Regions from separate parts of the Mus musculus genome. Here all the other regions are linked to region 1. A link is a contact called in public promoter capture Hi-C data. All regions are on one chromosome and are shown on one strand. The core of a region is the stretch at or near the end of the contact, and the rest is flanking DNA. Distances in the headings are between cores, read along the strand shown. Region 1 holds the start of Hectd2 (HECT domain E3 ubiquitin protein ligase 2). Region 2 holds the start of Stambpl1 (STAM binding protein like 1). Region 3 holds the start of Noc3l (NOC3 like DNA replication regulator).

Region 1 (5,011 bases), core at 1,526-4,025:
CAGAATATAGCTTATATTTTTTGGCCTTATTAGGATCAGCATAATCTGACCTCTTCTTTATTTTCGTGAGCTGTCACTCTTACTTGTTTCTACACCGTCATAACCATGACACACTAATTTTCTGAGGGAAAAAACCCCACATGATTACAGGGCCACTTGAATTGAAATATAAACTCAAGTTGGAAGGGTGGAGCTATTAATTTGGGCAAAAAGGAAGAATCACTAAAAGGGTCCCCAAAGTTCCTGATGTCAATTAGGATACTAAACAAACCTTGAGTTCTGCTTAAGCCCTACAGAGTTCAGAAATAAACTAGGAGGCAATAAACTGTCTTTCTCTTTCCACCACATTCCATCAAGTCTTCCCCACTCTACTGGAGAATCCGGTCATCCCAGATGCCCTGGCTTTCCTCATCTTCAGATGTCAGCATTTTTTTTCCTTAGGCTTTTTATCATGATGCCTCAAAATTTCAGCTCTGAAAATCCTCTTGAAAAATATGCAATACATACTTGCATTTTCCTCTTAAAATTTCCATTGAAAAATCCAACAGCAGTATCAAGGTCAAAAGAAATTTTAAGGCACCACCAGAAACTGCCTCAGAATCCCAAGTTTTCTATTCCAAACTGTTTTTATCCTCCATGTTCAAAGATTTTTTAAAAATTCTTAAACTATAGGCTCTTTGACTAGTCTACATCCTGAAAAAGAGTGTCTTTGCAATTCACTTGGTAGCACAAATGTGGATGTGCCTTGAAATGCCATAAGGCAAGTAAGAGTTTTTAACCTTATTCCACTGAACAGAACAAACAATACATTGGCTACAGTTTTAGATACTACTGATGCCAGGAAATTGGCCAGGACTTCACTGTAGTTATTACATGTGGTAATACTTAAAAGGATTACTTTCTTAAAATCTGAAAAACTTGAAATTACTAAGACCTATGTGCTTCAGATAACAAATGTTAGACTTCCAGCCACACTGTATCAGCTTCTGTTAAGTTCCAAACCTTTCTTTCAGTTCCACTGAAATTATATGTAAATAATATTGATAAATAATAGACATTATTTGCTATATATAATATATTCTTCACTATATATAAATAATTTGGGGAAAGGTACTTGCTGTTAGACACTAAACTCATAACATTGCTTCTAAAAGCAGATGTTACATTTTCCCTCTTAATAACCACCTTAGGAAAAAACTGCCAAAGCATGGGGTGACAACCAACACCAGGTCACATGTATATGTGACCTCCATACACATATACCCATACTCACACGTATACACACACTAGACACATACCCAGACTTGAAACAAACAAACTACATTGGCATTAAGAAGTCCTACATAAAAAGCTGTGAAAACCCTGTGCACCAACAGACTACAATATGAATGACAAATTGCTTCAAAGCATCTCCCAAGGTAATTCCTAACTACAGCTGCAATTTACCAATCAGTTGTAGTTATCCTTTTAAAATGTGTGTCATTGCTGTCCAAATCTGCTGTGCTGACTTATGATAAAAGAGTTGTCTTTAACAATTTCCAGTTATTACAGGCTTCAGACATTTTTGAAAAACCTACCAAATCATAACATTATTCTGATACTAATACTTTATAAAGAAGAGTGAGCTATTTTAGTAAGTTCCTAGTCATTTAGGAGGGCGGCTTCTAGAAACTAATTGCAAGTAGAAATTTTTTTAAATGTATAATATTCCCCAAACTTTTACTATTTTGTCACGTACAGATGCGTTGACAAGTCATAATCTTTAAATACTTGAAAGCAAACTTGCCCAAAGTATTTAAATACTATGTCAAATAAAAATGTCAAAACCAGAAGTTAATCATAAAGCAACCAGACTCCCAACCACTAAGTACAAACAGGGGGAAGGGAGAGAGGGGATGATGTCCCATGACATCATTTGGCAGTATGGAGTTTGAAGGCTGAGAGCGCCTTCCAAATTAACCCTTGCAAAATCCAGCTGGGAAATTACCACGCTTATTAAGCTTGGATAGCCGAGTTTTAAAAGAAGAAAAAGCCTCGCTCCTTCAAATCACACGTCAGTACCGTATGAAAAAAATAAAAGCATCCAGGGAGGCAACTGCCTCCCACTACCCGGATAGCAACGGAAAGGTCAGAATTAGGAGGAAACTCCTCTCTGAGACTGTTCAACCCGAGGGGAGAAAGGACCGCAAAAGCGAAGGGAAGCGCTGCCTTGGCGCCCACAGGCAGGTTCTCCCACTCAGGGAAAACCTCCCTGACGCCCAACTGGCACCCATGCTCATCCAACAGAGGATGCCGACCCTCAGCAGAAAGTCGGGAGCCAGACCCCCCGAAAACAAGCAAACACCCAGCATCAGGCAGCGGACCCCACTCCCCGAGCGTGGAAGGCGCGGTTCCCAAGTGATGGCCGTTGCCCTCGAGGCGCAACTTCCCTGTTGTCCCCTCTCCAGGCCGCCTTCAACCCACCGCCCAGGGCGCCCCCCGGCCCCCGCCGCACCTACCGCGGCTGCGCCGGCCGTCACGATGGGCGGCAGCTTCTCGCGCTCCGGTTCTTTCCCCTTCCTCTCCTCCGGGGCGGCCGCGGCTACCGCCGGCGGCGCTCCGGGCGAGAGATCCCGAGCCGCCTCACTCATGTCTGGCCGGGCGGCTGAGGCGCGAGGCGGTGGCGGCGGCGGCAGCGGCGGCCGGACTGCAGCCGGGGCGGGCGCTGCTGCTGCTGCCGCGGCCGCGAGAGGGCTCCTTCCAACCGCCGCCGCCGCGCCGCCCCCGCCCCCGCGCGCGCCCGCGGCCCGTCGCGCGCCCGCGCGTGTGCGCGCGCCCCCGGGCTGGCCGCCAGGCTCCGCCGCCCACCCCCTGCGTGCGCCCGGCTCGCGCCCTCGGCCGCGCTCCGCTCCCGCGGGTCCGCCGGCCGGGGCTCAGACCGCGGCCCCGCGTCACGCGCGGGGACCGCTGAGGAGACGGCGCGGGGCGGGAGCTGGGGGGCGCCTGGTCGCCATGTTGGTCGCGGGCTGTGGTGGGAGGGCGACAGGCCTTGTAAAGGCTGTGACACGGATTCTAACCCTGGCTTTCCCTTCACCTGGAGTGGCAGGTGAGCCGGGGACCTTTGACCCAGCTGGTGGCCTTTGACCTTTAAACTCGCGCTCAGGAAGCGGACTCGGGGTCATGTCTGCCCCCTGATCTTTCCTCCAGTGCCTCCAGCGCCGGGGAGACTGGGAGACCGCTCACCTGAGCATCCTTATGACTAACTCTTTCCCCGTGTCCTCTCCTGGCCTCATCCTACGGGAGAAGCGCTTAGGGTCGGGAGAGGACAATGCGACACCGTGCTCCCCTCCCACACACACTCCAGGGCAGGACGGCCAGGCCACACTTTCCATTTCTGAGCCGCGGTCCCTCATGACTGCCAAGTCCGCCTCTCCCTTCCGTGCCCACGCGCCTACATTTTGCTCTCCCCGCCCCCCGCCGTCCTTCGTTCCCTCTAATCCCTTGTCCCCTTCCGTTTATAAGTTACAGATGGACAGATCCAAACTGCTGAGTAATCCATAATAAACCTCGTAATAAATTCTGGGTAAGAACGTTTAAAAAATTACTTTAAATCGTCATGTTAAAATATCCCCACCTCCACCACCCGACGACGACTTAGACAATTTCCTTTCTCCTCGCCCCCTCCTTTTCCTTTTATCAGTCTGCTGGAATGGCAGAGACACCTGCTGATGGAGGAGAAGGGAGAGAGGAAGTATTCACTGTACCACTTACTAAAAATAGAGAATTTCTCGACATTGAGGTCTTGGGATTTTTAGTTGAGACTTCGTTATTTTATTCATGGTGAAGTGAATTTTCTAATCCAAGAATACTCAGCTCCAAATACAAGAAGCAAGAATATCTCTGAAACAAATTCAGAGGGGATTTGGTGACTGTCATTTTATATAATTCAGAGTCCGCAGAACTAAATAAATAGTTACAGTTCTTCCTGGCATGAGGTTGTTTTTCAAGCCCAGAATTTGTAGCAAGCAATAAAGTGAATCGGATAGTGCCTACTGTATTACTTTGGAAATTATAAAGTTTGCTTCTATTTCTAGGAAGTATTTGTAGTTTTAATATAATTGCTGTCACCATCGTTTCTCTATTAATAACAAAAGGTGTACAATAAGTAGAATAAAGTAGCCAGGTATTTCATAATCTTTAGAGCCAAATGACACAGGCACTACTTTGCAACACCCTTTTCTGTCTCCTTTTTCTTGAATTTTTGTTTTTAGACCTCTCTTCTTAAATCTCCGGACTATCTCATAGACATCTGTTTTCTTTTAGCAGGCCAGCATGCTGAAAACTGGTAACAAACATTGTAAAACCAACCTTTCATTTTAAATACGATTCAAGATGTACCATGCTACTGTGTCTAGACTGGTAGAATAAATTCTGAAATGATGGTGGGTTATCTCTCCTATTGTCTACAACCAAATTTAGTAATTTGCTATTAAAATACTTGGATCAGAAACGAGTTGGATCGCATGCCTTATGCTTTCACTTTTCATGTGTGAGACAAAATAAAAGTGTGTCTGTACATCTAGTCACATTCAATAGAACAAAAATATTTAGATATTGGCAAAAAAACTGGCAAGTCAGAAGTGTTCATTTCTACTGCTCCAGACGAGATAAGGCAATGGAAACAAGCCCATTGGTTTATTCTGCTGGGAGCTCTATATAGGAAAGATAAGCATCATGATGAATTTGTTTCCACTTCCTACTAAATACATGATTCATAATGTACCACTTAAAGTCTCTTTCATACAAGCCCCGGGTAAGGACTGGGAGGTAGATGGGGGTGCTCTTGGTAAGCTAGAATGATAACTCTGGCAGAACTTGTAAGGCAACTGTCACGAAAAACTTTTTGTGTGTACCTACTGGATCTGGGGGTTGAGGGGAGTCAGACAGAGCTCTGGCTGCTATGCATAAAGATGTGCTGAAGACGCTTTTCAGTGACACCAAATGTAATGGTCAAGTGTGGGGACCTTTCTAA
Region 2 (5,011 bases), core at 692-3,191, 2.4 Mb after region 1:
AGGCCCCTCACTACTCTCTCCAAGCCACGCTACGTCTTAGAAATGGATAAAGGACTTAGAATCTGCCTCTATAGATGCATATTTTACTTAAGGAAACAAAAGAAAATTCTTCGTAAAATTCATAAGAAACAGCTGATGCACGCACTGCGGTTGAGATGTACTCAGCAGTGGGTTTCCATGAGCTACTGGTGAATGGAACAGACGACTTACATCCAGTTAATTTTCCTGGATAATCCCAAAACCATCCCCCACCTCGGAATAAAACGGCTCTGACCCAGAGGTTCTCAACCTGTGGGTCGCGACCCGTTTGTAGGTCTAATGACATTTTGACCTTTCCACAGGGGTCACCTAAGACCATCAGAAAACACTGATATTTGCACTACAATTCACAACAGTAGCACAATTACAACTATGAAGTAGCAACAAAAAAAATTTTATGGTTGGGGGTAGGGTCACAATAACATGAGGAACCACATTAAAGTGTCTCAGCATTAGGAAGGTTGAGAACCACTGGTCTAGCACGATCAGTCTACTGCTCAGACATTAATGTGTTTAAAATGAACACATATTTACAGTGGACTTAAACAATGCCCAGCAGAGTCTAGTTACAGAGTACATTTATAAAAATCAAATTAGCGTCTGTCAGAAATACAAAAAAACTGCCCATGGAAACGGGTCTGGAAACAAGTACTACTTACAAATTGAAACCGGAAGTCAAACATTCAAGTGTTAATTTTTGTCTGCTCTCAGGAGTCGGTATTGACCTTGACAGAAGCTCAGATTAACCTTATTTCTGGAGACACTTTTGAAACTCAAGACTTCGTTTAATTTTCGTGGCTAGCAGGATGTCTGGAAAGCAGCGTGCTCACTAGGGCTTACTAGTGACCAAACACTCGTTTCGGGAAGACAGACAGGCCCCTCCCCCTCACACAACCTAGAGATTTTTTTTTCCCCAATCCTCTAAATTAGATTCTGTTTCTTGAATTACTCCTTCATTTTTTTTTTCTTTTTCTTTTACATTTCAATTAACCACAGCACTTCGGACTCTAGACTGTCAGCAGTTATTTCGACGAGTTCTGGAAAATTATGTTTTAATAGCATTGCATCTTTTTGCGCATTTCCCTTGAGGCTTCCAGCGAGCAATCAAGTTATTCCAGTAAGAGAATATGTCTCACGAGGCTAAAGGGCATCAATGCAACATCTAGAAAGTCCTTTCCTCCCCTTACCCTCTAGTATGAAGGTGCTTTTACCAGTTTCTCGCCCCTCCCTCCTTGACATCCCGCGCAGCCGACGTGGAGCCCCACGCAAAACCAGTGAGGTGGGCTCTTGGAATCCTGACATCATCTGCAAGGATGCATTCCAAGTATGAACCAGAAAAGCACGCGCAGCCGGGTCCAGGTCACCGCCCCAGGGCCAAGAGACCAGGAACCACAGCCTCCGCCTTCCTGGGCGAGAAGAAGCTAACCCTAGAGCGGGATAGGGGCGCGTGGGGGCGGGGACCGCAGGGCGACAGGAAGCCACTCGTCATCACCACTCACCTCGGGGCCAGCGGGCACACGTGTGGGGCCACTCACCAGCAGTCGTGCGCGTCCGGAGCTTGTGTGGGATGACGACTGCGACGACTGTCCCTGCGCGGGCCGCGTGGCTCGGGCATCCGTGTGGCCTCTGCAGCCCGGGCGGCAGCGGCTGCTCCGCAAGGCACCGGCGCTTGGTGACGGTGGCACCAGGCTGTGAGTCGCTCCCAGGCTGGTCTAGTCCGGGCCTCTGGGTTCTCTTTGCTCTTGGTCGGTCGAGCTCTGATGCCTTCCGTGGCTTGGACTCTCTCTTCTGTCTGGCGGGACAGCCCCAGCTCCCTTGCAAAACAACGCACAGGCCAATGGCCTCTGAATCTCTGCCGCAGCAACGTAGGGAATGAAATTGTCACAGCGATGGTCCGCCCCCTCCCCCTTCCCCGGCCCCTGGGTGCGGCCTCCGCCTCTGCCTCCGCCCCCTCTGTAGCCACAGCTTCCCACGTGCTGCAAAAAAACCTCTGGGGTGGCGGGTCCCTGCGGAGGGCCTATGGCCAGATGGAAATGGCTGCTTGTGATTTAACCCCCGGTCTACCTGCATACTCGTTGCCCTAGGTTGGACCACCTGGACAGCCCAGTGAATTATCAACTTGGCCTAGAAGCTGGGAAAATGGCTGGGCGACTCCAAAAACTGCAGAGCACGCAAGCTGTCATGAAGCTGAATTTGCCAATGTAATGGTTTAGCTATAGGATTACAGCTTATGTAGGAATCCCATTTTGAGATTTAACCGTGACTAAGCGCTGCCGCCGTGAAACACTCCCCCTCTCCCCACCTTCTTGAACTAGGAAAATACAAACGGTTAGCTCCTTACCATTACTATAGTGTCACCATTATAATGCAGTGTCTTTAATATGGCCATAGACCTGAGCCAGACACAGTGCACGCAACGATTCATATTCACTACAGTCCCGTATACAAAAGCTGCATCTTATATGTTTTCCATGAGTAAGACAGAGACAAGTAAAATTATTTATCTGCGAGTTTTAAATCAGCTGCGTAGTAGTGGAAGGCATGCTGTTAGCGTGGAGAGTGTGGAGGAAGGGGAGAAAGGATGAAGGGAGCTGGAAGAATCCATTCTGATTTGACATCCGTGCTAGCAAGTTTTATAGAAACTTGACACAAGATAGAGCCATCTGAGAAGAGAGAACCTGATTTGAGAAAATGCCTTCACAATATGGGGGGCCTTAGGCAAGCCTGTAGGGCGTCTTCTTAATTAGTAATTAGTGTGGGAGGGTACCAGCACATTGTGGGTGGTGCCACTCCTCGACAGGTGATCCTAGGTGCTGTAAGAAAGCCGAGCAAGCCAAGGGGAGCAAGTCAGTAAGCAGCACTCTAGGGGGCCAGGGGGGGTTTCTCTTTCTCCCCCAACTCCCCGCGATGGCTTCTACATCAGGCCCTGCTTCCAGATTCTAATCCTGCTTGAGTTTCTGCCTTGACATCCTTCAAGAATGGACTGCACTGTGGTAGTGAAATAAGCCCTTTCCTCCCTAAGTTGATTTTTGTCTTGCTGCTTTGTCACAGTGATTGAAACTCTTAAGTAAGAAGACCTCAAAAGCTGCTTCTTCGAGGGAGCAGTACCAACTCGCCAACATTTTAAGAACACTGTCACTGTTGATGAGCTGGGGGTTTCCAGCTTCGGTGGGAACCCAGCTCCAAGTGGAAGAAAACACTACAGTGGGGTGAGACACACTGGCTGTCTTGGTTGGTTTTTCCTTTGGAAACCAAACTTGCAACCCAGACTCTGCCACTTTCTGAGCTGTTTAATTCACCCTTGGTGCCACCCCTCCTTTTTTTTTAAGATTTATCTATTTATTTTATGTATATGAGTACACCATTACTCTCTTCAGACACACCAGAAGAGGGCATTAGATCTCATTATAGATGGTTGTGAGCCACTGTATCTTTGCTGAGAATTGAACTCAGGACCTCTGGAAGAGCAGTCAGTAGTGCTCTTAACCGCTGACCCTTGGTCCCTTCTAAAGTGACACCACCCTACTGTGGTATGAAAATAAGCTTCCATTGCCAAGGCAGTCTGCAGCCTTGATTTTTCAAGAGGCAGTGGTGTTGTTTTGTTTTAATTATTATTATTTTTTTTTAGTTCCAAATTGCAAAACCAGGAAATTCCACAAATATTCAAGTCTTTAAATTATATTCATCTGCCGTCAGAGCGATCAAACCCAAAGTTCAAGTGTGTGAAGGGTGAGTTTTTAACCTTGAGCAACAGCCCCAGCACTTCGAAATTCAGATTTTTAAATGTTTATCAGAAAAAGTTTTAGGACGGTCCACCTACTATAGCCGAGTATGAGGTGAATCCTTCATATTCTTCTATTTCCCTCAGTCCCAGGTCCATCATTCCTGTGTGCATATGAAGATTTGGTGGACATTTGGGCCTGATGTTCTAGATGCGATAGTCTCCTTGTGTACCAGACAATCTACATTCTGCTGATACTTGTAAAAAATAATAGCATTCTTAATTCCATATGTGTGTTTATAAGAGCGACTAACTGCAGATTTTACTATCTATCTAGCATCCAGAGTCTCTCTTCCAAGGAGAGTAGGGTGGCACATTCTTGTAGTTCCAACTAACTGGAGGCTGAGCTGACTAGACTTGAGAGTTCTTCATCAGTGCAGCCAGCACAGAAAAACCTGTCTCAAAACAAAAATAGTGTTTGGGGCAAGATGGCTCAGAAAGTAAAGATGCTTGCAGCTCTGCCTCACAACGTGAGTTTTATCCCTCCCGCATGCTAGAGGGAAAGAACTGACTTCTAGACGCTGTCCTCTCATGTCTACATGCTTGAGCAGAAGCACACACTCGTGAATAAATAATTGTTGAATTAAATTTTTTTCACAAATATCAAAGTGACTCAGTATGTACTGTCCATACTACATGTGATAAATTAAGCCACTCAGAGTCTCCTATCTGGCTTTGAGACTAGATTTTATTATTAAGGAAGTGCAGAAATAGTTCTACTCCCTGTTGAGGGGCTTTTGTGTCTAGGGACTGTAACTTCAGAGGCAACAATGATACTCTCCTACATAGGCAGTGCCAGTGATGTCTAAATAGGCTGTTATGGTAATAAAACCGATTCTAATGCCAACTGGCCAGCTTCCACATCTGTTTGATGCATAGTGTGATGGCCTTTCCAGTACCTTACCGATAAAGCTATGTGGAAACAGTCAGTGTCTGCCACAATCTGGGGGTGACTTAAGTACTTTATGAACAGGCATTACAAGAGTTGAGAGTTCTTAATTCTTCAATTTCAAATTCTAATCTATGGTATAGTTTCCTTTCATTTCAAAAGATTTAATCTCAGGGTTAACCAAAATCCACAAATCTGGGGAGAAACAGAGGGGGAAAAGGAAGAGAGAGAGATGGGGGAGGGGAGTTGGAATCTACAGACCTATAACTCCAGCTACTCAGGAATCTGGGAGCAGAGGGCCT
Region 3 (5,011 bases), core at 1,531-4,030, 2.3 Mb before region 1:
TTGGAGAAGTTTCATAAAGTTATCAAGGCTGTCCTTGAACTTGTGACAATCTTGCCTGATCTTCTTGAGTAGGTGGGATAATAGATCTGTGCCACTAGTCTCAGTTACATCTTCTTTATCCATTCATTCAATGATCAGCTGGGCTGATTTCATAATTTGGCTATAATGAATAGTGCTGCAAAGAATACCTCCTACATTGAAGAAGCTTGAGAGAGAATAGAAGATCCTGAGGAAGAAATGGCTGGGAGAGCCAAGGGCATCCACATTCTAATGCAGAGAGGGGGTGTGGGGGGAGGGGAGAAAGAGAAGACAGAAGAAAAAGCAGCATCAAATGTAGCCAAGTAACACAGAGAGGCTAAAGATGGGAAACACTGGATACACTTAGGAGAAAACTACAATTTGGTTATCTTCCTATGACCAGCTTCAATGGACGATCACAGGAAGATTCAGATGGGTGAACCTATCTCCCCAAAGGACTCACTGGAATCTCTCAGTACAACTCTTTCAGTACTGTTTGGCATAGCCCATTGATCCCTGCTAACCTGTATTCAGAAAAGTTTAGAGTAAGCCAAGAAGACAAGCAAGCATAAATTAGGCTTAAGAGCTGGTTAGCTAAATTGATGATAAACTGCAGTGCACAGGATCAAGAAGCCAATTGCACTAAGTCAGCAGGGATCATGAAAGCTTCCACTTTCAAACTTGCTTTCAAACAAAAAGCTGTTGGATTTCAAGACAGGAGACTGTGTGTGGCAACAAGCTGTTTTAACATGACCCAAAGATTTGACTTGATTATAAATTTAAGTATAAAATGGGCAAAGAATAAGATGAAGTTCCTTTTTATTAAAAACAACAAAAACCTAGCATAGGGGGCTGGAGAAATAGCTCAGTGGTCTAGAGCAGAGACATAGGGTTCAATTCCCAGAAGCCATTTGGTTGCTCACGACCATCCCTAACTCCAGTTCTAAGGGATTTGACACCCTCTCCTGACCTGTACCAGGCGAACGTGGTGCACATGCATACAAGTAGGCAAACACTCATACATAAAAGGCTAGCGCAGGGTTGGTTATGACAGAGGAGAGGAAGTGGAAACACAATGATGATTTTTCCTTGGAAAGAGAAAGTCACAACAAGAATTAAAAGGAGAAAACATCACTAGAAAAAAATAGTGAAAAGCTCTACGGGGATAGGCTAACTGGGAAGGAAATGTTAGGGAAAGGCAGAGGGCAAGATGATTGACCAAAGAGCAAGAAACATGGGGTTAGTTTTGAATAGAAATGGGGATACCTCATCCTTGGAACAACCAGATGCAAGCTGAAGAAGTGGGAGTAACTGTTGATATGTTTGGGAAGGAATTCAGCCACAGGCTTGGTAAGAAAGAGCACAGGCTGATGTTTCCAATTAGTGTGATGAAGTAATCTAACAGTGAGACAGGCTCTGCTGTTTCCAAGACAGGGTGTGGAAGGAGAGAGAACAGGGAGAAAGTTAGAAGGGAGGTGGAAAGACGATGCCAGATAGAAGGCATTTTTCTCTGAGGTGAAAAGCAGAAAGGACTAGTCTTTGTAAGATTACCACTGTTCATGATCTCAGTGGCCCCTGGGTTTCTTCTGGCTTATCTCACCAGCTCAGAACTGTGAGGCCAACAATGTCAGGGCTGTGCTCAAGAACGATATACTTAACCCTGGGCATGGTGACTCTATAATTAGTACTTGGGAAACTGAGACAGGAGCATATTGAGTTGAGGGTCAGTCAAATAACAACGGCGTCTCTTTTTCTTTTTCTTTCTTCCTTTCTTTCTTTCTTTCTTTCTTTTTTTTTTTAAAAAACCTTTAATAGCCTCAAGTTCATCTTTGTGATTAACTTTTTATTTTTATTGTTTTTTATAATTTATTATTTTGTTTGTATATATGTGTGGGTGAGTGCCTGCCTGAGGAGGTCAGAAGAGGTCCTCAGAGATGGATGTGCTGGGAATAGAATCCGGGACTTTCTGGAGGAGCAGCAAGCACTCTTAAACACTGAACCACTTCTCCTGCCCAGTGTTTTATTCTGTTTTTTAATTTAGGAAAAGGTCTTTGGGAGACAAGTACTTAAAATACACATTCTTGCGATGCTTAAATCTTCCTGGAAGAGTTAACGATTCAGTCAGATAGTATCTTTACCAAAAAGGTAACAGAATCCTAATTCTGCAAGTCTCACCAATATAGTACTTTATCATATAATGGTTAAACCCAAAGAAAAAACGATTCCACAGTAAAACCATAGACTTTTTCTCTAGACAGGGACTACACTGGGTAGACTAGGCTCTGTAGACCGGGCCTCGAACTCACAGTGATCCACCTGCCTCTACCTCCCAGTGCTGGGATTAAAGACGTGCTCCACCACGCCTAAACTTAAGTGTGGACTTTCGGTTGGTGGAAGGTGGTGAGAGATCTTTCATCATTCGGTTCAAAGCCCCAGTGCCTGTGGAGGGATGGCTTCCAATAAAGAAGCTGCGGTTGCCCTCTAGAAGATCCAGAAGACGAAGTACCCGCAACAGGCGGAGCCACAAGACGCCGGCGATCAAAACCGCCAAGCCCTCGTCTTTTGTCTTCTCCAGGACTGAAAAGGAATCCGGGCGGGAACCTGCTTGAGTCCTTCAGCTGGGACGCCCACTCGCCCACTCTTCAGCCTCAGCGATTCTCACAAGGGTCAGTCCGTGAGAGACTGAGCCCGGGACCAGAGCCACCAGGGGGCGCACGCACCGCCGCCCGAAGAGGAAGTCCCGCCTCCCGTTTCCGGCGGCAGAAAGGGGGAGAGGCTGAAAGCGTCTTCCGGTTTGGGAAAGGTTGCGCTCAGTGCACGTGTGTCTTTTCCACCCGGCTCCTGCGTGTTCCTCTGTCCGAGTGATCTTGTCTGTGGTACTCCTCGCAGGCCTAAGGATGAAGGCGGTAAGTGCTGTCCGAACCCCGGCCCCCGGGAGTTGTGGCTGCTTGGGTTGACAGGGTCTCCCTCTGCCTGGCTTATCTTTCCCTTAGGTTTTGAGTCTGGTATAGGGGGCGGTGGCCTAACTTGGTGCTCCCTAGCCGATCTATGCTCCATCCACTTTGGGTCATTACTGGGGCTTTTGCTTCCTCGCCCACTACGCCCAAGCACGACCTCAGGCTGCAGATGCGAGGCCAGCACCGGGCCCTGCCACCGAATGGTGTCAGACTGAAGGGTTTTCCAAACTGTCTCTCGAATCTTATACACACGAGAAGCAAGTCTAAAGTTCCTTGAACCTGTTTTGTGAGACACTGAACCCGAAGAGAGCCTGTTTCCTCCTTAAAGTGTAAGGTGATAGGAAGGCTGGTGATTTTTCCCAGATGGAGAGGGAATTTAGAAGTAGCCTTGGGATTTGGATTACAAAGCACTTACCAGCGAGAGCGCTGGAATAACTTCTGTAACCTTCGCTTCTTTATGAATGACGTGAGGATTATTATTATTTAGGGTGTTGGGAAGTGTGAGTGCTTTGTAAATAATAAACCGACAAATGAATGTCAGTTGCTAAAGGCATCCATTATTTTGCTCTGAATGTGTTGCCGTACCAGTGTTAGACTAGCCTTGAATGACCGTTTGCCACAGAGAAGAGATTCATAATGTTTTGCTTTCAGATTGCACACGTGAGAGACTAGATTCAGATCACAGGGAAATCCCGTGTGGAGCAACTGATGCTCTAGTGCCATTCTGTAGGATTGCTTACTGCCGTGCATTGGTTTTTAGTTCTTACACAGGACCCGTGGTTGTGAGACAGTTTTGAAATTTGCTTTATTTAATCTATAAAGAGTTTTCCTTCACCTGATTTTAAAAATAATCAGAATTTCTTAGTTGTAGTGTCTCTTCTGTTGTTGTTTTCTAGAGAAGAAATAAAAAGCAGGTCCCAAGCTTTCGCAAGTTGATAAAAACTAGTAAAGTGAAACTTGAAAACAAATTGAAAAATAAGCAATTTAAACAACAAAGTACCATCAAGAAGTACCGAAAAGAGCAGAGGAAACTAAGGCAAGCTGTAAAAGATGCTGTGTCTAAAAAACCCATTCCGCTGGAGGACCCAAAGAGCAAACGGCCAGGTAACGAAAGTGTTCACTTACGCTGGAATGTTCTCCATGGAAGTGACTTGTTTTCTAGTGTCCACTTGTCCTGTGTTCAGATCCTTGTAGGTCTAGGTAAGGTCTTTTATGCTTTACCACAGTAAGTATGAGAAAACAATGCAAGACCATATGCCCTGTGAGAAAACTAGCTTCTCCTTTTCGTTGGCATAGACAGCAGATCTGAAAATGTACTTGGGGGATGCTCAGAGCAGCTGTGTAAATTTCGGGACACGCATCAGGGCTGCCGGCTTCCCATCCACTGAGAGTTAGCCGTGGTTAGCCTGCTTGGTTTTGCTCCATTCTTCACCATGCTGCCAGTAGGTATTTCCTTTTCTAAACTTGTGGTTTTCTTTCTCCTTGTACACTTGGGGTGAAGTTCAGCTGTAATAGTCTCGGTTGTTTTGTAGAACCATCTAAGGACCCCAGCTCCTCAAAACAGAAAAATATGATCATTTTAAAGTCAGGACAGTTCTCTAGCTGATGTAACTGTTCATTGTTCTATAGCCATCTCTCCTTCTCTTAACCTCCATGCAGTCTGACCCAAATGCAGCATTATCGTGATGGGTAGTGATCATTTGATTGGGAATCAGGAATAAAAAAATCTTCTCTTGGTTTTTGTTGCTAGCTATGTAGTCTTGGTTGGTCACTCAATCTCCAATCAAGGAACAATGAGTTAGCTGGTTAGATACTTTCAGAGATCTCTTCTAAGTTTTACAATCTGAAAGGTGTAATATGCTAATAGCTCCTTAATAAAAGAAAAGCAAAAGATTTCTTTATTTTTGCAACTTAGAATCTAAGTGAAGTTGCCAGAGAGGGAGGAATATAAGAAAAAGGCAGGTGCAAACGCTGTTGAATTTGATATGAAAATATTGAAGGACTTTTTTCTACTAAAGTGGGAGGCCAGGTCCTTG

What was found. Promoter capture Hi-C pulls out the DNA fragments that hold promoters and counts their contacts.
Region 2: a promoter capture Hi-C map of pre-B cells shows a contact between it and region 1, with 2.9 times the contacts expected there. A contact is called at or near these places in 2 of 39 promoter capture datasets (hippocampal neurons and pre-B cells) and 1 of 130 datasets of targeted methods (astrocytes).
Region 3: a contact with region 1 is called in a promoter capture Hi-C map of pre-B cells, with 4 times the contacts expected there. A contact is called at or near these places in 3 of 39 promoter capture datasets (cranial neural crest, hippocampal neurons and pre-B cells), 1 of 484 Hi-C or Micro-C datasets (muscle stem cells), 1 of 130 datasets of targeted methods (astrocytes) and 1 of 9 other capture datasets (adipose tissue).

What each region holds. Positions count from the first base shown.
Region 1 is chr19:36,552,403-36,557,413 of GRCm38.p6, reverse strand. Hectd2 (HECT domain E3 ubiquitin protein ligase 2) reads right to left here and starts at 2,775. Exons shown (of 21, transcript NM_172637.3): 1 at 2,499-2,775. The coding sequence starts at 2,630. Gm41838 (a long non-coding RNA gene) reads left to right here and starts at 3,375. Exons shown (of 2, transcript XR_877830.3): 1 at 3,375-3,562; 2 at 3,680-4,489.
Region 2 is chr19:34,189,159-34,194,169 of GRCm38.p6, reverse strand. Stambpl1 (STAM binding protein like 1) reads right to left here and starts at 1,941. Exons shown (of 11, transcript NM_029682.5): 1 at 1,539-1,941.
Region 3 is chr19:38,817,006-38,822,016 of GRCm38.p6, reverse strand. It overlaps Noc3l (NOC3 like DNA replication regulator), which reads left to right and starts at 2,780. Exons shown (of 21, transcript NM_021315.2): 1 at 2,780-2,924; 2 at 3,872-4,079. The coding sequence starts at 2,916.